Regions from separate parts of the Mus musculus genome. Here region 2 is linked to region 1. The links are chromatin contacts, called in public promoter capture Hi-C maps. All regions are on one chromosome and are shown on one strand. The core of a region is the stretch at or near the end of the contact, and the rest is flanking DNA. Distances in the headings are between cores, read along the strand shown.

Region 1 (6,969 bases), core at 1,638-4,137:
TTTATTTATTATTAAAGTAAGTACACTGTAGCTATCTTCAGACACACCAGAAGAGGGAGTCAGATCTTGTTACGGATGGTTGTGAGCCACCATGTGGTTGCTGGGATTTGAACTCTGGACCTTCGGAAGAGCAGTCGGGTGCTCTTACCCACTGAGCCATCTCACCAGCCCCCAATCATCAATTTTCTAACAGCAGGGGAAAAATAGCACCACTAGTTCAAATGAAATGTCTGTAAGGCACCAGCACTATGCACAACTGAATGTTCTAAAATATACCTATCCTATTTAGTATTCCTACACAATCCTATTATTGCAATACAACTATAGCACACATGAGAAAAAGACTAGATAGCACTTGGCAGTTTTCACATCCTTTCAAATCATGCATAGGAGACTATTAGGAATATAGGGACTGGCCTGGCTGTGGTGGCGCTTGCCTTTAATCCCAGGCCTCTGGAGATAGAGGCAGGTTGGATTTCTGTGAGTTCAAGGCCACCTTGATCTACAAAGTGAGTTCCAGTACAGAGCTGTGACACACACACACACACAAAATCATGTCTCACAAAACAAAAATTAAACAAAAAAAGAATATAGGGTCTAGTTGAATGTAGTACAATACTGATTCTGCTACCTATAAACTAAATTTTATCAAAAAACCTACCCCTAAAACATTGTTAAAACACAGAGAAAGCCTGCACCAGACATAATTTATCCCAATTCTTCTGAGTAACATAATTGGTCCCATTTTAAAATGAAATGACTCAACAAGGACTCAGGCTGTCTAAACTTTCACTCCCCAAACCCCGAAATCAAGCAGCAGTGAGGAAAGAGCAGTGAGGCCCAGGTCACTCCTAAATCTACTTCATATAAGAGCTATGTTTACCTTGACTTTCTTTATGACCTTGGGCTAAGTCTTTCAAATAAAAACTATAATGTTTGCATGTGCCTGCTTATTACTGAAATTTAATCCTAACATGTGAACAGCAAGTGAAGTACTTTAGGCTGCACCTATGAAGCAGAAGGCTACTGAGTGAGAAACATTAACTAATATGTAATATAAGCCATGTTTTAATCTTCCGTTTTATTCCAGGGGAGAAAACACCTATAATGCCCCAAACTCGACATGACCAAACCATTGAAAAAAAATTGAGAAACTCTATTAAAAAAAGAAAAATCAAAACAAAAGCCAGTAAAAACTAGCTTCCACATGCCATGTCACTGCTTTTATAGAGATAATTGCTGGACCACAAACACAAATGTGTAGCTTGGCATTTCATGAATCAAAGTAACAGGCAATCTACAATCTAAAACATGTAGATAAGCCTATCATTTCAAGGCACTAATTTGTATATGGATGTAACCGTAATCTTGGTATTGTCTTAGTAGCATGAGAAAGATAACACTCCCTGCCTTGCCTTGGAGTAGCATCTAAGAATACTCATGTCAGGAGCTTAGGGTAGTTTCCTGGCAGTATCTCAGTAGGTTTCTCCGAGGTACTCTGAGAGTGCCTAACGTCATTCACACATCCAGCTACCACTAGGGCGAGAAGTAAATAAACACTATTTATTTATGCAATTATTTATCACAGAATCCTGGTCAAGAACGCAAAGGTAAACTCATACGGACTTACCCAACGTAAACAACATGCTAAATAGAATTAAGATTCACCCTTAACTAACCACTACGGAAATCAGAGGCCTCCTACACACGCTGGTTTTTACTACCACACTTGACTTTAAAAAGTAGTAATGTCAACTCAACATTTTAGCAGTACAGAAAACGACAGAAGCTCCAAGAACCTCTTTCCAGATTCTCAAAGGATGTCTGTAAGAGCTCAAGTAGAGAGAGCAACGCCCCCCTAATGCACCCTACAAGAATGAAATACCAAAAACATTACGTGGGCCCACAAGAAGGTTCGAAAAGGCAATCTAACTTAATTAGCTATCGGGTCCACGGGGTCAGAGACTGGGAACGTGAGATGGGGTTGGGGGTGGGTAGCAAAGTGAAATCTAACCCCAGAAATCACAACACAGGCCGCAGCCTAAGAGCTGAAGCTGGCGGGAAGTGAGCTCCCTGGCCGTTCCCTGGGGAAAGTCCAAGCCAGAGCAGCTTCCACGACAGTGGACGTACAAGGCGCCAACAGTGCATGCCTACGGACGTTGCTGGAACCGCTGAGGGCTCGGCTAGAGAAGGGGAGGAGATCCCGGCAGACGGCCCTGAGAGAGGACTGAGCTTCGGAGCAACGGCAGCGTCTGGACCAAGGGAATTACCTTCACTGTGACGACAGAAAAGTGTCTTCGGGCTCCGGCGATGGTCCCGACTGCGCAATAGGTGGTGTCTTTCCCGCTTATCCCTCAGCAGCAACAGAACCAGCTCCTTCAGCCAGTCGCCATTTCCCGCCTACCGACCTGCTGCACCGCACGGACAGGGACCCGGATGGAAAGCGGCCTCCCTGCGCAGGCGCTCTGGCTCCCTCCTCCCCCGCCCGCCCCGATCCGGAGAGGCGGGAGGGAAGGAATGCGGGAGGCCTGGGCGGCAGCGGGGGAGGGGAAACCAACTTTTACTACCGTGAAGAGGCTGAAGTTTCTGCCGCCTTAGGGAACTCACCAGAGCGAATTCCTGACCAAAAGAAAAACAAGAAACAACAACAACAAAAAACAATGAAAAAAAAATGAGCTTAGGGCCCGAGGAGTTAGACTGGACTCAGCCTCCGATGGGGCTCGGAGCGTGGGGGACGTTTGTACTTCGGGGGCCTCCGTAGCGGGCTGCGGGGTGGTCGCAGGGGGAGTAGGGAGGAAAGCGTTAGCAGCGGAGGCGGGGACGCCGGGGGCGGTTTTCCCTCCCGCCGCTAACGGAACCGCCTAGAGCCGGGCGACAAGGAGAGCGCGCCCTGGCCTGGGAGGCGGGGTTTAAGAACGCGCCGCGCACCCAGCGGCCAGGGTTAGCGACTAGGCGGCGGTGGGTGGAGCCGGCGGGAAGGGGCGGTGCTAACGGCTTGGCGCGCTGGAGCGGGAGCCAGTGCCTTGCGCTCCCGATGGCCAGACCCAGCCTGGTCCCGGTGCTTTCGGAGGTTCGCGGAGTGTCCCCGAGGTTCTCTTCCTAGGTCACTTTGCTAGCGGGAGCCCCTGTTGCCCTTGGACCTATGAAGGAGACTCTTAACCCTTCCCTTCCTCGCGATGTGGGCAGTGATCCTGTACGCTTAAAACTCGAGTCTTTCAAATGGGTTTTCACACACGACTGTGGGCTCCATCTAGAATCTGGATGATTCTTAATCTTCTTGATGCTGAAACGCTTTTAATAGAGTTCCTCATGTATGATGACCCCACCAACCATAAAATTATCTTTGTTGTTACTTCATGGCTGTAATTTTGCTAGTGTCATGAATCGGAATGCAAATATGTTTTCCCATGATCTTATTCAACCTGTGGTTTGACCTCTTAAGGGTTGCAACCCACAAGTTGAGAAACACTGGTCTAGATAGCACTTTTGACTGAAATTCCAAGCTGATCTCATTATTCTATAAGAAATGCTGATTGAGACAGGAGAGGCTTGGACGCCAGTCTGAAGAGAACAATCCTAGGGTTTGCAGAAAAGAGCTTGATCCACGAGTTCGGAAGTCCTGATTCCTGCCTGTCAGCTCTTCTACTTCAGTCCTGAGCACAGTCAACATGCCTAGGGGTCAAAAGAGTAAGAGCCGCTCCCGTGCTAAACGACAGCAGTCACGCAGGGAGGTTCAAGTAGTTCAGCCCACTGCAGAGGAAGCAGGGTCTTCTCCTGTTGACCTGAGTGCTGGGTCCAGCTTCCCTGGTGGTTCTGCTCCTCAGGGTGTGAAAAACCCTGGATCTTTTGGTGCAGGTGTATCCTGCACAGGCTCTGGTATAGGTGGTAGAAATGCTACTGTCCTGCCTGATACAAAAAGTTCAGATGGCACCCAGGCAGGGACTTCCATTCAGCACACACTGAAAGATCCTATCATGAGGAAGGCTAGTGTGCTGATAGAATTCCTGCTAGATAAATTTAAGATGAAAGAAGCAGTTACAAGAAGTGAAATGCTGGCAGTAGTTAACAAGAAGTATAAGGAGCAATTCCCTGAGATCCTCAGGAGAACTTCTGCACGCCTAGAATTGGTCTTTGGTCTTGAGTTGAAGGAAATTGATCCCAGCACTCATTCCTATTTGCTGGTGGGCAAACTGGGTCTTTCCACTGAGGGAAGTTTGAGTAGTAACTGGGGGTTGCCTAGGACAGGTCTCCTAATGTCTGTCCTAGGTGTGATCTTCATGAAGGGTAACCGTGCCACTGAGCAAGAGGTCTGGCAATTTCTGCATGGAGTGGGGGTATATGCTGGGAAGAAGCACTTGATCTTTGGCGAGCCTGAGGAGTTTATAAGAGATGTAGTGCAGGAAAATTACCTGGAGTACCGCCAGGTACCTGGCAGTGATCCCCCAAGCTATGAGTTCCTGTGGGGACCCAGAGCCCATGCTGAAACAACCAAGATGAAAGTCCTGAAAGTTTTAGCTAAAGTCAATGGCACAGTCCCTAGTGCCTTCCCTAATCTCTACCAGTTGGCTCTTAGAGATCAGGCAGGAGGGGTGCCAAGAAGTAGAGTTCAAGGCAAGGGTGTTCATTCCAAGGCCCCATCCCAAAAGTCCTCTAATGTGTAGTTGAGTCTGTTCTGTTGTGTTTGAAAAACAGTCAGGGTCCTAATCAGTAGAGAGTTCATAGCCTACCAGAACCAGCATGCATCCATTCTTGGCCTGTTATACATTAGTAGAATGGAGGCTATTTTTGTTACTTTTCTAATGTTTGTTTAACTAAACAGTGCTTTGTGCCATGCTTTTTGTTAACTGCATACAGAAGTAACTGTCACTTGTCAGGTTAGGACTTGTTTTGTTATTTGCAACAAACTGGAAAACATTAGTTTTTACTAAAACATTGTGTAACATTGCATTGGAGAAGGGATTGTCATGGCAATGTGATATCATACAGTGGTGAAACAACAGTGAAGTGGGAAAGTTTATATTGTTAGTTTTGAAAATTTTATGAGTGTGATTGCTGTATACTTTTTTCTTTTTTGTATAATGCTAAGTGAAATAAAGTTGGATTTGATGACTTTACTCAAAAAAAAATGCTGATTGAAAACGTGCCGTTTTTAAAAGGATATAACTGAATTAGGAAAAATAGCCACTGCGTTCCCAGTTGACACTCCACCAAAGAAGACAGGGGTAAGACTGCATTATAGACGTGAAGTAATACGCGTAGTAGGATAGCATGTGATTATGCCAGCGACGGGGTCTGGGGAGTTTTCATAAGACTTCCCTAAGTGAGACATAGATGGGGAGTTGATTTTGTAAAAGTGTTCTTACAAAAAGGAAACAAAGGAAAATCCCAAGACAGAATCATGTTGAGCCACTATCTGTAGAAAAAGAGGGAGGGGGGATGGCCAGATAATAGCAGGTGAGGCAGAAAGGTAGACGTAGAAGCGTAGAGTGCTCTTGTAAATATTGTTTCTCCTTCAAATGTGGTGCAGGTGGGTTGTCAAGATCCTGTCAGAGCTGAGTCCTTTTGCCATTTAAATCTTACCAGCACAAAATTGGTTTCAGACTGGGCATGGTGATCATAAGGCTCAGGATTACCGAGGCAGGGGATTGAAACGTTCCAAACAGCCTAGGCTGTGCAACAAGAACCTGGCTCCAAAAGAAAAGACAAAAAGAAAGGGTAAAGAAATCTTGGAATAAAACAATGAGAGCCGATGGTATACCGAGCACAGAACAAATTGAGAGTCCATATAATCATAGGTTTCTGAAAGGCTAACTGAAAATAAAAAGTTATCTAGTGCGTATAATGGAAAGTTATAGAAGTAAACCCAGAAATTACAAAATGTTTTTGCAATTTATGAACTTTCTCCTTTTTCAGTGTTTTTTTTTTTTTTTTTTGGTTCTGTTTTGGGGTTTTGGAAGGGGGTGTTTTTTTGGTTTGAGGCAATGTTTTGTTTCCAAGACTGGCCTCAAACTCACTACAAATACAAGACTGCCTCCAGCCTCACCTTCCAAGTGCTGGATTACCCTCAAAACCCATTTCCACCAAAGAAGACTAAATGTGTGCTGTTCACCTAATCACTTCTTTATTCTCTGGGCTACTTCTACTACCTCCACACCCTCATTAGCAAAGTGAATTAAGTCTAAATATGAATTTCACTTTTAAAATATAGGTGTTGCATCCCATACCCTAGAATAAAGGACACACCTAAAGGCTGTTAGATGAGATTATTCATTGGCAATCTCATTCAAATGAGATTATAAGGTACTCAGCAAGGTGCTGGTCTTCTTAATGTGGTAGTTGTAAATGTCACTAAGCTTTATGTCCAAGCTTGGGGGCAGATGCCTTTAATCCCAGTATTCAGGAGGCAGAAAGAATATATCTGTGAGTTTGAGGCCAGCCCGGTGTACATAGCTCCAGGACAGCTCTGACACAGGGAGACCCTATGTCAAGAAAAAAAAAACAAAAACAAAAAACCCAGTGTAAGATTTTAGATTAAAGCCGGGCGTGGTGGCGCACGCCTTTAATCCCAGCACTCAGGAGGCAGAGGCAGGCGGATTTCTGAGTTCAAGGCCAGCCTGGTCTACAAAGTGAGCTCCAGGACAGCCAGGGCTATACAGAGAAACCCTGTCTCGAAAAACCAAAAACCAAAACAAAACAAAAAAATATTTTAGATTAAAAGTCTAAAATTGTTTGGTTTTGTTTTTTTCCAGACAGGGTTTCTCTGTGTAGCCCTGGCTGTCCTACAATCCCCTGGGCGTGCACCGCCACTGCCCAACCAAGTCTAAAATTGTTAACTCTGACCTATTTGGGAGGCTGAGAAAGAGTTCAAGACCATGTTGGAGGGAAGATGTAAAAGTAATTGATTCGCCTGCTGTAATTGTCATCTCTGACTGAGGCTTACTGCCCCAGTCTGCTAACCTAGGCCTAGAC
Region 2 (6,969 bases), core at 2,149-4,648, 810 kb before region 1:
TCCCCCTTTTGAGGTCAATCACCTCAGCCTGTGGAACTTGTCACACAGATCCTACTGGAGGTGGTGTGGCAGATGGATGGATGGATGGATGGATGGATGGATGGATGGATGGATGGATGGATGGATGAATGGACGGATGGCCAGGAAAGTCTCTAACATGATACGTAAGTAAAGATAACACTGAACTCCAAATCCTTCCACTTCCATCTCCCAAATGTTGGGATTATAGGTATTCAGGCCACCACACCTGGCTTCCTGAATCATTAAAATTATCAGGATAAAATTACTCATCAGACCAAAGTACACTGGGTTTCAAAGGTATGTGCAGGAAAGTTATGAGGGGCGGAGTGTCACTATAAACAAACTGGTCACTTACTTTGGCTTGCCATAACCTGGAATCCAGCCCACAAGGTCTCAATGACAAGAGACTCTTTGATTACAGATTACATATATGTCGTTTGAATCTAGACGCTGAGTTCAGTTCTTTGATGGTTTGGATACAAGGAAATACACATAGGTAGCAGGTATGTCAGGTTCCATAACAGCTCACATCTTTCCTATGCCAGACCTAATAGCACAGCTACCCTTTTGCAACGAAGCTTTGTCTGAAGGACACCCAGGACACCCAGGTCTTCGTGACAGGTAGTACCAAATTGGGCTCATCTTTAACCATTATATGCCATGCTTTCTTCACACCAGGAAAAAGGACTCCACTAGATAGATTAAAGATTTCTTACTTCCTAAAACTGCATTCACTTCTCATTGGAAAGGGAGGAGAGGTGGGTGTTCAAACAGACAGCCAATAGGGATATTTGTCTACTGACTCCTTGGAATTTCTGTAGCAGAGAACAGCCAGATAAAATGCTTAGACCTGTGACATAATCAGAATAAAAACCAGTTATCCCATGTCTTGTACCATTATGCACTAATTCCCTGGAAAGCATCTATGCTTAAGTGCATCCTCCAAAGTATCAGAAAAGCATGGTGTGGGGGCATGGAGATCATCTGTGGGAGTTATTGCAATGTGTACTGTATGTACTTTCTCATGGCAATCACTGAAGAGGGAATTGCTGGCCCCCTCTCATAAGCAAGAAAGGACTTCACTATAGGACCATGGGTAGGTCTCTTTGAAGGTAGAAGTTTGATTTGAATGTAAGGGGTGGGCGTGTTAGTTCTCTTGAATGTAACAGCCTTTCTCTCGCTCTGATTTAGAATCAGCTTAAATCTGAGGAGTTGGAAAATCTCATGGTCATCGTCCAAACTTAGACAGGGGAAGAATGATCTGGCTTCATCCAGCTCAACTGTCATGAATATGCACAGAAGAACAGACCAGTTACAAGACCAACACTTCCATGGAAGCTCTCACTGTCTATAACGGAGGCTTAGTTGGCTTTAGCCCTAGTCTGGGCAGCTTTTAGTAAATTACCCACTGTTCTCCTATTTACCAATTCTCTAGAGTCAAAGTATTTGTGACAGTGAGGGATGCAGGGAGGGGAGGGAGAAAGAGAAAGAGAAGGAGAGAGAGAGGGGGAGAGAAAAAGAGAGAGAGAGGGAGGGAGATGTGCATCTAGGAATGCTTCCTCATGGGTTCTGTCTCCATTCTTTACAAGACATTTCCTACATTACAACACATCTTATTAACAAGCCTACGCATGGGCAAAAGAAACCTCTGGAATCCTACTTTCCTATCAAGACAGTTTGTCTTCTATGGCGAGGCACCAGACCCACAACAGACCCAAGGGCCCTCCCCAGTATTCACATCCCCAAGTTGGATTTATGGATTTGCTCTGATGGATTCAAAAGAAGCAATTAGTTTTAAACAGCCATTTCCCAAGCTTCCAGCTGTCTCCTAGATGCCTTCACAAGCAACCACCTCCATGTCATCCAGCAGACCTTTTATGTACCAGATTTAGGGATGTAAAGGCCAGTATCAGACAAGGTTGGGGGGGGGGGGCGTTTTACCTACCGCATCCCTCTGCATCAAGTTCAGTAGGGATGCTTTTCACCTGTGAGAAGGCATTAGGCTTGGGGGAGGAGTGCCGGGCTTTTCTCATTCTCTTCCTTAGGAAAAGCAGATGCCCAAAGAAGCTGGGGATAGAGGACATAGTGGTAGTTCAAGAAAGTGTTAAACCCAAGAAGCTAAGTTGCCTAACAAGTAATCAACACCCTTTCTGCTAACAGGGTATCTATCTAAATTGAGGTCCATTCATCTGAATGAAAGAAAAAAAAAATCTTCACCTTCCACTGATGTCTACTTGAAATTTAACATTCTCTTCAAGGACTGTGTAGGCAGCTGGCCACAGCAATATTAGCAGTATTTATGATGTTTTAGAAATGTGTTTACAGGTAGTGCCTATATCTTGAATTCTATATTCTGAGCTATTCAAAATTATAATAGTTATTTGCTTTTTAAATTTATATGGCATTCTTTTAAATACTTTAGTGGCTGTTTTCTTTCATCATAGCCTGCCTTAAATTTTATGTTTTTAAAAGTCTCTTGAGAGATAGATGGCTCAGTGGTTAAGAGCTCTTACGGAGGGCTTACTTCCAGAGGAATTGAGTTCAGTTCCCAGCACCCAGATGAAAGCTTATAACCCCAGTTCCAGGGCATTAGGCATACATGCAAACGAACTAACTATACACATGAAATAAAATAATAAAGTTTAAAGCAAAAAGGGAAATCTTCTAAGAAAGAGTCCTTAGTTTTCCCCCAAACTCAGAACTGTCAGAGGTAGCTGCAGGTTTTAAAAAAAAAAAAAAAGGATCAGAAAGCTGTGTTTACAGAGGAGAGGTTTACAGCCTGTGCAAACTCTCTGACTCAGCTTCAGTCTGTGAGCCCTAGAAGCTGGGGTGGCTCTCGGAGAAGTAAGTAAAAGTAAGGTGAAAAGTTTCACCAAAGAGCCTTTTCTCCCTTGTACTAATTGCCAATCAGCCTGGCCTGTGCTTCTCCGCTGACCACCTCCCACCCCCAGCGCCCTGGGTACCTCCCCAGATCAATGCCAGTCTCAACCCACCCGGCAGGCAGGGCAAGGTGCTGAGTGACAGACAACAAGTGGAACTAACGTTTCTGAAATTCCCACGCACCGAGACCACACGTCCAAGCTGTGTGGGTGGAGAGGGTGCCAGGGCCATCCTCTCTGCATCGCTGAGGCTGGGCCACTAAGGAGAAAGCATTGAAGTCCACCGAGTCCCAGACCAAAGGGGAGTCTGTCAGGGGTTGGAAAAGAAGAAGGGCGGCCGGGAGCGCGGAGACAGAACCGAGGTGGGCGACAGCGAGCGGCTATAGGAGGGTAACAGCGTCGTGGGGTGCGTCTTACCGGGCTGAGCGACACCGTGGGCCCCAGCGCTGGCGCAGCAGAAACTACTGTGGCGCTGGAGCGCTGGCCTCGCATAGCCCCGCCTGGCCGCCGGGGCGGGGAGGCAAAGGCCAGGGGCGGGGACAGCCACCACCCCCACACCCCCAACCTCCGGAGGAGGAAAGGCCGCCAGGGCGCTACCCAACAACAAACCCGGAGGGGAATGCGCACCTTGGAGCAGGCACGGACACCGGAGGCATGGGTGGTATGGGTGATCCTTGCTCCCCATGTCCTGCGACTGTCCCCACGCAGCCTAGACGCTTTTCTTACGCCTGGGGTGCAGACAAGGCCACCTCTACTCAGAACCGCGCGGCACCTTCCCCTGGAACCTGCTGGCTCCTAGGAGTTGTTCTTTTGGTGCCTGACAAGTCACTGTTCTGCCCCTTCTAAGGACTGACTGTTTGAAGGCACAAGCCAGAGACCGCGGCTTCATGTGTTAAAACAAATACAGTTCCTAAAAGTTGCTAAGGCCTCAACTTAAAAAAAAAAAAAAAAAAAAAAAACCTCAAAGAACACGCAAATGCCACCAACTTTTTTTTTAAGCATAACTAAGTTTCTTTCGCACTTGTTTGATTATATGCATTTTAATAGTTTTTGAGTCACTTCTTTCAAACTGTCTTCACTCTGAAGGATCTATAGAAAAATTGCTTGGTCGCAAACAGGGACTACGGGTTTGATGGTAAGCCTGGTGGCACTTGCTGGCACCTGCACCTGCAACACTGCCTCCCTAGTAATTTTCCGTGACTTTGTGCAGCAACAGGTAAGTCTGGTAAAGAACTTGGAAACAAAACCAAATGTGATCTGTATTTACTGATAAAGCTATTGCTGGAAACAGCGTATTAAGACTATGTAAAAATAATCCTTAATGTCTGCCATACTCTAAACTAAAACTGAATTTATTTTATCAATAAAATGTTTCACATACTTGAGAGTTGAGGCAAGGGGCGGGGCACCAGAAAAAAATGTTCAGGCCTCAGGACAGTTAATTGTTGTATAGTACTGAACATAACCCTGATTTCCACCCTCTAAGTGCCAACAATTGTAGCCCAAAGTTTTGACAAAAGCAAAACTCTACACACATATTTCCAAAGCAATTCGTACTATTCTTCATCTCTCCTTCCTCTCCATCCTCATTAAGAAGTCCTGGTTCCTGTGAATGAATCAAGGGCAGTCTGTTTGCAGGGTGTTTGGAGGTCTATGGCTGGAGAATCGAGTTGGAAGCCGTGTCCTGAATAGTTCCCACACGCTGGGGCATCTATGTATCGTTCTATTACCCCACTGAAGTCCCTTCTTTCCATCAGTGTCTTGCCCATCAGACATTAAGACTGAGAAGTTACTCCATTGGCATTCCCCTTTTTCTTTCTATAATATTTTATTTACTTATTTAGTGTGCATGTGTGCACGTGTACATGTGTGTCATGAGGCACAGGTGGAAGTTAGAGGTCAACTTCCCAAAGTCAATTCTGTCCTCCAACAGATGGATCCCAGACCATCGGGCTTAGAACCAGGCAGGCATCTTTACCTGCTGACCCATCTCGCCAGCCCAGTCATTCTTTCCTCAGATGGTTATTCTCCATCTTGTCCGCTGAATGTCAAGTGAGCCCTGTGGCTGCTACTGTCTGGACCTACACTTGATTCCCATCCATATGAGGTTTCCAGAGTAGTGAGTGTGCAGACAGGGAGATGGGAAACTAAGAGAAATATTAAAGGATGGCAAGAAAGCTTGGGGGGGAGCATGGTGGGGGAAGGGGGCATGATGTGTAGTGGGGGAGGGGGCATGATGGTGAGGAACAAATACCTATCCAAGAAGATCCGGGCATAAGGAAATATAGACTGGCGACCCCCAGGAAGCCATGCAGACCCATACTAGGAAGGGCACTAGCAGGAATGAGCAGCAATAGAGCGTGGAAAGGAAAAGGAGAAAGCAAAGACACTGGAGTAAGGGCAAGGCAGAGGGATTCTCCAGGCATGCTGCTTTAAATGCACCTGCTTGGAGCCCATTAAACAAGCCCCACCCTCATCTCTGAAGCAAATGCTTCCTTGGGTGAATGTGTAGCTAGAGAAGTGGTTTATTCTGCCCCAGTAAACCTTCCTACTTGTGATAGCCACTCATCCAGAGAGACACCAATCCTCACGAGCTACTATGAGACTCATTGGGAAGTTGGGGGGGGTGGGGATTTCTGGAGCAAGCAGCACACACTGTCCCTCCTGACAGACCAACAGGAAGTCTCCTAACCAGAAGGGAAGTGAGCAGAGATACAGAGAGTATATTACCTTTTCATATGTGGCCTTCAATAGGCAGTTCCAATCTCTCCCAGATTGCTGCATTCCTCGCAGCCAAACTGCTTGTAAAATAGCCAAAATTGTATCAAGCTACAGCGCAGTTAGAGTTTCTTCATCTGTATCACAGGAGATCAAGTGATTTTCCAGTCAGAAAGCACTAATGTATACACAGGTACTTCAAATACAAAGCGCCCTATCCCGATCAGCACTGATTGCAAGCAAGAAGCCAGCTATAGACACCTTAACTTAAGAGAAATTGGGAGAAGGCTTCCATCAAATGCTGGAGTCATAGTGGCCAGGGACACGAACCTGACTTAGGAAAGTTCTAAGGAGTCAAAGAGCCTGTGATGGTTTGTCTATGCTTGGCCCAGAGAGTGGCACTATTAGGAGGTGTGACCTTGTTTGAGTAGGTGTGCCACTATGGGTATGAGCTTAAGACCCTCACCCTAGCTGCCTGAAAGTCAGTATTCTGTTAGGTGCCTTCAGATGAAGATGTAGAACTTTCAGCTCCATGCCTGCCTGGATGCTGCCATGCTCTTGCCTTGATGATACTGGACTGAACCTCTGAGCCTGTAAGCCAGCCCCAATTAAATGTTGTCCTTATAGGTCTTACCTTGGTCATGGTGTCTGTTCACAGAAGTAAAACCCTAACTAAGGCAGAGACCAAACAACTTCTTTTTGCTGGTATTATTTTTCTTCTCCTTAAAAAAAAAATTATTTTCTTTTTGAGATTTTTGTACGTTAGTATTATATTGACATCATTTCCATGCTACCTTCTCCTCAATCCAACTCCTTGAATATATCCCTCAAATTCATGAGTTCTTCTCTTTATTATTGATACTATATATACATATAGCATTATCATCCCGGAAGAAAGCTGATTTCCCCTCTCTCAGCAGCCATTCAATTGCCTGCAGTTCTTCATTTATGCTAAGATCTATGAGATTTCCTCCATCCACATTGGGATGTCAACTGGTGTTGTCATTGTTTGCATCGTGTTTAGGTAACCAACTGTATTGTTGAAATTGCATGGGTGCAGCTCCTATCATATATGAAAGACATTATCTCACAGCAGACATCCTAGTCCTCTGACTCACAATCTTTTCACCCCCTTTTCCATGATGTGTCCTGAGCCTTAGGTGGCTTTCTGTGATGGTCTCCACCTGCTGCAAAGGGAAGCTTCTTTGGTGAGGGGTGAGAGTTATATTTATTTGTGAATATAAAGGTAAATATTTAGAATTGAGTTAGGAGTGTTACTCTTCCAGGAAAGTGTCAGTAGTAGGTTTTTCTCTAGGGTTCATGACCTCACCAGCCATTGGTAGTTGGGGGC

Evidence for each region. Capture Hi-C pulls out chosen DNA fragments and counts their contacts.
Region 2: a promoter capture Hi-C map of adipose tissue shows a contact between it and region 1. The contact joins the promoter of Sqor here to the promoter of Ctdspl2 in region 1. A contact is called at or near these places in 2 of 39 promoter capture datasets (macrophages and neutrophils), 1 of 484 Hi-C or Micro-C datasets (uterus) and 2 of 9 other capture datasets (adipose tissue and liver).

Annotation. Positions count from the first base shown.
Region 1 is chr2:121,951,919-121,958,887 of GRCm38.p6, reverse strand. Ctdspl2 (CTD (carboxy-terminal domain, RNA polymerase II, polypeptide A) small phosphatase like 2) reads right to left here and starts at 2,887. Exons shown (of 13, transcript NM_212450.4): 1 at 2,271-2,887. Mageb3 (melanoma antigen, family B, 3) reads left to right here and starts at 2,796. Exons shown (of 1, transcript NM_008545.2): 1 at 2,796-5,117. The coding sequence starts at 3,669. The coding sequence ends at 4,661.
Region 2 is chr2:122,761,788-122,768,756 of GRCm38.p6, reverse strand. Sqor (sulfide quinone oxidoreductase) reads right to left here and starts at 3,398. Exons shown (of 10, transcript NM_001162503.1): 1 at 3,318-3,398.